Regions from separate parts of the Astyanax mexicanus genome. Here region 2 is linked to region 1. The links are chromatin contacts, called in public Hi-C maps. All regions are on one chromosome and are shown on one strand. Each heading gives the region's core, a stretch centred on a gene start, on an enhancer-like site or on the middle of the called end of the contact. The rest is flanking DNA. Distances are from core to core; before and after follow the strand shown.

Evidence for each region. A called contact is a pair of places that touch in the nucleus more often than the background predicts.
Region 2: a Hi-C map of muscle shows a contact between it and region 1, with 2.9 times the contacts expected there. The contact joins the promoter of acsl6 here to the enhancer-like site in region 1. A contact is called at or near these places in 2 of 3 Hi-C or Micro-C datasets (both in muscle).

What each region holds. Positions count from the first base shown.
Region 1 is chr17:38,464,832-38,468,393 of AstMex3_surface, reverse strand. It overlaps acsl6 (acyl-CoA synthetase long chain family member 6), which reads left to right. Exons shown (of 21, transcript XM_049466765.1): 12 at 1,880-2,014; 13 at 2,255-2,389; 14 at 3,465-3,560. Among protein-coding and RNA genes, the nearest start is that of LOC111193835, 31 kb to the right of the region's middle. Within about 2 kb of position 1,888, the one cell type or tissue checked has an H3K27ac peak away from gene starts, as active enhancers do.
Region 2 is chr17:38,514,931-38,518,850 of AstMex3_surface, reverse strand. It overlaps acsl6 (acyl-CoA synthetase long chain family member 6), which reads left to right and starts at 2,050. Exons shown (of 21, transcript XM_049466765.1): 1 at 2,050-2,151. The coding sequence starts at 2,106.

The DNA of each region.
Region 1 (3,562 bases), core at 639-3,138:
TGAAAACCTGTCCCCTGAAACTCTGTTTTAATTACTTATTACATATGTTCTGATTTTTCATTTTCTAAGTCACAATTATAAACAAACACTTTGGTACTGTTTGTGTCTTTTATTGAAATCTATACCGGGACTGAGTTGGATCCCTGACCCTCTGTAAGTTTAGGGACCCTACTGAGTACATCAGCGAGTCTACACTGTAAAGTGGAATGGAAATATGATTTTTAGGACACTATAAGCTAACCAATACAGTTAAATAATTGGAGGATTATATTTCAAAACGTTAATAACCATCAACAGCACACAGTTATACTAACTTTAAGTAAAGCCTTAAAACACAGCTTAAGGATCTTAAAGATGATGAAGTGTGTTTCCACCATTACTTAGTAAACAAAAAAATTATAAACTCTCCCTATATAGTATTACATGTATCCTAAGGATGAGTATGGATTCCTGTAATTAAAAACATTAATAAAATCTACTTAGAACACTGAAAAATAGCATTTGTTACCTGTCCCCACTCTCTCCCTGGGTTTCACTCATTCCTGTTACCATAACCACGTTCTTCTAAAGATCATGGAAAGGCTAAAATTGAGTTCCCTTAATTGTTGACTGAGGAGGTCATTTTTAAACCTCATTCCTGTTACCTCAATTCATTCTTAGATTCTGTTTGTTCCAGTAACAGGAATGAGTGCCATTAACAGGAGTGATTTTTTTGTCATAATTATCAATTATTTGAACATGCAGTCAACAATTTCTTTAAAAATAACGACTTTTTTGAAAGAAAGCCAAAGGAATTAGTAGATTGGCTTTTAAACATGCCTTTTAAATGTCACATGAGTTTTGTAACCATCTGCGGCTTAAGAAACCTTGTAATAAATTAAGTAAAGCTGCCTGAGTTTGACCAGTACATGTTTTGAATAGTTAAATATGTGTTATTATATACAGAGTTGAAAAACAATTATTTGAAAGATTTATAACAAGCAAAAGGCACTGTTTCGGTGGAATGGCCCATTTGTCTCAGTTGATCAGTGTTTCTATAAAGCCGTGCGTACACATCCCTCTTCTTAGGTAATGTCACAACATAATAAGAGGGCTGCAGTTACGTCTGTGACTCAGCCAGCATTGTGAAATATTCCGGTAGTCTAAGGGCTTCACAGATGTTTCTCCCAACAAATTTGATTTACTACGTTTAACCCCTCCTGGTCCCATTACTACCCTTTTTCAGCTTCCAAGTAGGCTCTGAGTGAGGCTGTACTGGGATCCAGTTGCAAGAAAAAAAGTATTGCTCAGATGTCGATCTTTCATGTCTCAGGAGACATATTTGATCAACTTTGTTTCTCCTAACATTGCTTAGGAGAAATAGCATTAGACAAAAATGAGACATGAAAGGTTCTTTCTCAGCACCTTCAGGATTGCTGTTTTTTCTCTTGGAGTGATCGGAGAGTAGCAACAGATCTGAAATTTCTATATTTGCATACAATTTGTCTAACCGTGAATTGATGTAACCCAGGTGTTTCTGTAGCCTTCAGCAGCTCCTTGTGTCTCTAGAATATGTCTTCTGGGGTCCTCTGAGAGTTGATTGAATGGAGACTGGGTTCACACTAACCTAAATTTCTTTGAGAGGAACAGATTGTCGCTTCTTCTACATCAGTAGTTCTCAGATCAGTCCTCAGAACTTGAAGTGGTTGGGCCACTGTTAGCATTGGAGTTTCAAAGCATTTTATTTGCATTTAGCACATAAAATCACCCCCCCACCAATATTTTTGTAGGGAAGGACCTGTTTGAGAACCACTGGTTCACGTTTTAAGCTAATAATAATACACTTCTCAGTATAAATTGTTTATTGGTGTTTAACACACTGCTGACCCATTGTGCGCAGGCGGTGGTGTACTGCCACGGTGGGAGGATTGGCTTTTTCCAGGGTGATATTCGCCTGCTTTCAGAAGACATGAAGGTCTTGCGGCCCACCATCTTCCCAGTGGTGCCTCGACTGCTCAACCGCATGTATGACAAGGTGAGAGACTCTCAGCTGCAGCACAACCATCAGACCTGTGGAACAGCAGCATCCAGTGTGTGTGTGTGTGTGTGTGTGTGTGTGTGTGTGTGTGGTCTATTTGTGCAGAAAGGATGTCAAACACAAAGCACGGGGAATACACTTAGTGTACACACACAGTATATGGAGCTATGATGATAATACAGGTAACAATTATTACTAAAATTAAATAAATACTAATACTGTCTCTGTGTTTTTCAGATATTCAGTCAGGCTAATAATTCAGTGAAGCGATGGATCCTAAATTTTGCAGCGAAGAGAAAAGCAGCTGAAGTCAGCCGCGGTGTCATCCGGAGTGACAGTATTTGGGACAAGATCTTCTTTAGTAAGATTCAGGTCAGTATTTCAGTTTATAAGTTATGTTTTAGGTTGCTTTGCAGTGTGCAATAAAATGTTGTACATAACGATTTCTTTTTTCATTAAAATTAAAAGTATGGAAAGATTTGTGCATCCTTCATACATCACAACCAACCAAACCAATGGGTTACCATAATGACCAATTGGAGACCATGTAACCACCTGAAGCACATTAGCAACCATATTGGATACCATATTGGATGCCAGCCAACACACTAGTCACTGTATATAGTTGCAAGAAAAACTATTTAAACCCTTTGGGATCAAATGTCCTAACCGCAACCCAATTGAGATGCTGTGGCATGACCTCAAAAGAACGATTCACACCAGATATCCCAAGAATATTGATGAACTGAAACAGTGAAGAGAAATGTTCCAAAATTCCTCCTGATCTGCAACTACAGGAAATGTTTGGTTGAGGTTATTACTGCCAAAGAAGGGTCAACCAGTTAATAAATCCAAAGGTTTACATACTTCCCCCCTCACTGTTAACATGTTGTGTTTAATAAAAATATGCAAACATGTAATTTGTTTGTGTGGTATTAGTTTAAGCAGACTGGGTTTGTCTACTTAGATGAAGATCAGAACACATTTAATGACCAAATTATGCAGAAATCCAAGTAATTCCAAAGGGTTCACACACTTTTTCTTGCAACTGTACCATGCCAATCACAAAGGATGTTATAGAAACCAAGTGTCAAACACATAGCAACACCATAGCAACATCCAGCCATATTAAATGCATTTCAATACCAAAGCAACCACCTGGAACAGCAAAACAACAAGCTAACAACACCAAAGCATCCATACCCTTAAATAAGGCTTCACTGCATGGTGGTTTGTGTTTTTGTGTGTGTGTGAGTGAAAGTGAAATCCAGAATAGAAAAAACAGGGTATACAAAATTACACATAGATGTGAGTGTATGGGTGTCAGTGCTTCCTTTTAGTTGACCCAGGGGGTATTCCTGTCTTTCTCCCAATGATTTCAGCTAGAGAATAAAAAGATGCACAGATGGATGGATAAACTAAGACTGATTGGTGTGTTTGTTTGCAGGCCAGTTTAGGCGGGAGGCTACGAATGATTATAACAGGCGCCGCCCCAACTTCCCCAACGGTTCTCGGCTTCCTGAGAGCAGCTTTGGGCTGTCAGGT
Region 2 (3,920 bases), core at 801-3,300, 50 kb before region 1:
CTGTACTTCAGTGGATAGACTTTACTGCTCCTTACAACCTGACTGGTAAAAGTCATACATAAGGCGCACTGGATTATAAGGCGCACTGAAGATTTTTGGGAAAATTAAAGGATTTTAAGGATGCTTATATTCTGGAAAATATGGTATGTGCTAAATCTGTTTTTTTTTTTTAAAGTCACGATTTATTCAGATTTACTTTATTGCATCCTGTGTGTAACTGTGCATGAACATTACTGTGCAATAATGTAACTTTAAATATAATCCTAATTGTAAGGTTGGCAATTCTCAGTCTCAGGAAAGTCTCAGAGAAACCATTAATTTATTGTAAAGCTTTTTTTGAGATGACTTAGATTTTCCCTACAAAATGTAATTTTAGATTAGATTATACTTAATGACTTTGTTTACAATTAAAATAGAAGATGTTCACTGTAGGAGCGCAGCGGCCGACAGGTAGCGTAAGCCTTCAGGAGTGAGTGCAGGTAGGAAGAAGCTGTTCTATCATTACCTTGTAGGCGATTGTAAGCGCTTCGAATTTGATACAAGCAGCAAATGGTAGCCAGTGAAGCTCAATGAGCAGTGGAGTGACATGTGCCCATTTTGGCTGGTTGAAGACCAGACGTGCTGCTGCATTCTGAATCACCTGGAGTGGTTTTACTACACAGGCCGGGAGGCCAGTTAGTATGGTATTGCAGTAGTCGAGGCGTGAGACTGCTTGTTCAAGGATGGGTGGCCTGTTGCGTTAGAAATGGTCGAATTTTTCTGATGTTTCTTGTTGCTTACTTATGTGTGGTTTGGATCACTGTGACATTGAAATACCCTGCAGGGTCCAATTTTTAAACATAGTGTATTATTTGAAGAACATGTCTTTATTCCCTCCACTCTGCACAATATAGACTCAGTAGCAGTAAAACAGACCAAGTACATGATGCTACTACCAGTATGATTAATAACTGATATAAAGTTACTAAAATGGATAATTTCATGTTTTTCATGCAGACATTTTTGTCTTATCTGACTTTTTTGTTTGTAAAAAATGTTGGGTAAAAAAATACTGAACAACTGCAATTTTCCTATTCTACTCTTACCAATAATACTGATTTTTTTAAATAGATACAATTTACATTAAGCCAAATTAAGATCTCTCTGTTTGTCCGGCCCTCCAAAACAGAACCAGATTATCATGTGGCCCCATTGGAAAATGTATTGTCCTAAACTTGTGTCTGCTAACCTGAGTACCTCCCAGTACTTACATACAATTGTTTGAACTGGTGATCCTGAATCCTGCATTTAGAAACATCTCCATGAACTAAGCATAACTGTGTAAATCTACAATCTTTAGCCTCAAATTTGATCTGACTCAATATGTTTGTTTGTCAGTGAGAGCCATCAAACAGCTTACAGAGAAGCTACCACCTATAGTCAGTCATGATCAGTCACAGGAAGTTAAGTGCTCTTGCCAAGTAAAAAAAAAGCACGGAGCAGGTTGCTCTTACAGCCTACAACATAAAGGCCAGGCAGTCATTTATAATATATGATCATGTTTACCTATGGTAGCCTAGGGGGAATCACTACACACTGAGGGCCAGTGTCAAAATTTGGTGGACCCAGCAGTGACAAATGTTCGATTTTGGACATAAGGACAGGTATAAATACAGTGTAAGTTTTACACATGCTGTGTGTGTATTGGCAGGCTTGTTTTGCTGTGTTCAGGCACTGATTGTTGTTTTGAGGTGATGCCAATCACAAACATTCAGCTTGCATTGTAAAGGCCTAAGTCCATGTTGAGCAATTTGTGTAACCTCTCGCCCCATCAACCCCCCCCCCCCCCCTTTCCCCGGGGTTCGGGGCTCGTCCTCCATTGGTGAGTCTGAATGGTCATCTCTTCTTTTATTGTTTTTATTACCACAGTGAGGAGGTGACCGGGCTCGGGCAGCAGCAGGGCAGGTTACCGAGCCCTCAACCCCTCTCTTCCCCCTTCCCCCATCTCCCAACACCCTCCCCAACTCATCCCTCTAGTAGATGCTCGAGCTGAGCCTGTGCTGCGTCTGCGCTCTTGGAGCGAGAGAGCGAGAGAGAGAGAGAGAGAGAGAGAGAGAGAGAGAGTCATGCTAGCCTTTGCTCTCGTTGCTGGCTCTCTCTGGATTCTGCTGGGTAAGTCTTTGTGTTTTATCAGTTTGCGCTCAGAGTGTGATTGGGATTGTAAACCTGTGTGCTGGGTTTTGGTGTGTGAGGGTTTATTGTGTGTGCGGGTTTGTTGTATGTGCGGTGTTTTGTTGTGTGCGGGTTTGAGCAGCGGCTCTGCAGGTGAGCTGATGGGCTTATTCGTAATGTTCTGCTGCAGATTAGTGGAGCTGAACCTTCCAACGAGGTCAAGAAAGGCTGGATTGCGCGCTGATGATGATAGTGTTTTGTGTTGGTGTCTTTAATGCGCAGTGTTCTCTGGGTTCTCCATTCTCCTGCGTAATGACCTTTAGACAGACTGTATGCTAAATACAGGCTAAATCGCACGAGGGATGGAGGAGCATTGGTATAAAAAGGCTTGCGGCGTGTTTAATCACAATGAGGGCGAGGCAGTGGTAATGGTGTGATGGGGGGAGTATGAATGGTGGAGTTGTATGTTTTTTGAATGGCGCTGAGCCTCATGCCGGTATGGAGGGATGGATGGATGGAGGTATGGAGGTGGCGCAGAGCGGCTCCACTTGGCTCCACCCGTTTTCAGGTAAATGCGGGGTTTCTTAACGGGGATTGGCTGGCAGCTCATACTCAAGGATAGTTTTTAACATCGTCATTGTCTCAGCCAATCGCAAGGTAGGAGGTGGCACACGCTAGCAAATCCCAGCCCGGAAGACAAGAGTCTCTGCTGACCAATCCTAGCCTATAGAGACCGGATGCTCCTAGGGATGTTAGGCGAAACGCAGCCAATCCAATTCTCCGATCCTCGCCCAAATGAGAGGTGAGACCGTCCTAGCCAATCAGAACCGGCTTTTCTGAATACGGGTGTGAAAGGGAAAGCCGGAGCGCGCCGGTGACGCGCGTGAGGGCGCATCTGATTGGAGGGAGCTGTCCAGACGACGGGGGTTCTGAAACGCACCGCCCTTCCTGCGATAACCGCAGCCACCGTCCACGCGGCCGCGGCCTCGCGCTGGAGGAGATAGCGGTGAGTCTTTGATGAGTCTGCAGATCGCCACTGGCGCGTGTCTGATGCCCCCCCGCGCTCGCGGGCGGATGGCAAGCGGACACTCCAGAAGCTGCACCGGCTCCGCCCGCCATGTGTGCGCGCTCATCCATTATGCAGGGAGCAGAAGCTCGAGCGCGTGAGAAACCTGCTCTTTTTCCCCTCTTTAATAATGAAGCGCTCAAGACTCACATCACCCACCAACCGCTCGCGACACGACGCGCAGGTGCGGGAGATCAGTCCCCGCGGCACACGGGCTCGACCTGAAGGCTGAGTTATGAACAGCCACTGAAGGTCGTGTGTGTGTGTTGGGGGAGGAGGTGAATATGGAGCACATAAGGACAAGGATGCGCAGACAGTCAGACAGCAGGGTGATCACTTCTCCCATAAAATATTAATTTATTATATTCAGTGGTTCTTCAGGAACTCAAAACTCTAAACAACTCATTAAATGGTGAGAAAAGGTTGGATAATTAGTGGACTAAAGGTTCCACTAATGTTCTGCCATGTCCAAAAATCTATTTTAGTAATAAAGAATATCAGAAAAGATAGAATAACAATAACACACATCACATACATGTTCTAATAAATTGGGCATTCTAGAATCTGTTCTGGTCCATGCAAACATTTAAAAAGAGCCCTTTCAGCATTCAACAGCATTTCATTAGAATAATCCGACAAGAACAAACAATGTGAATTGTAAATTAATACATAATAAGTTGCTGCTGACAAAAATGTCACCAGC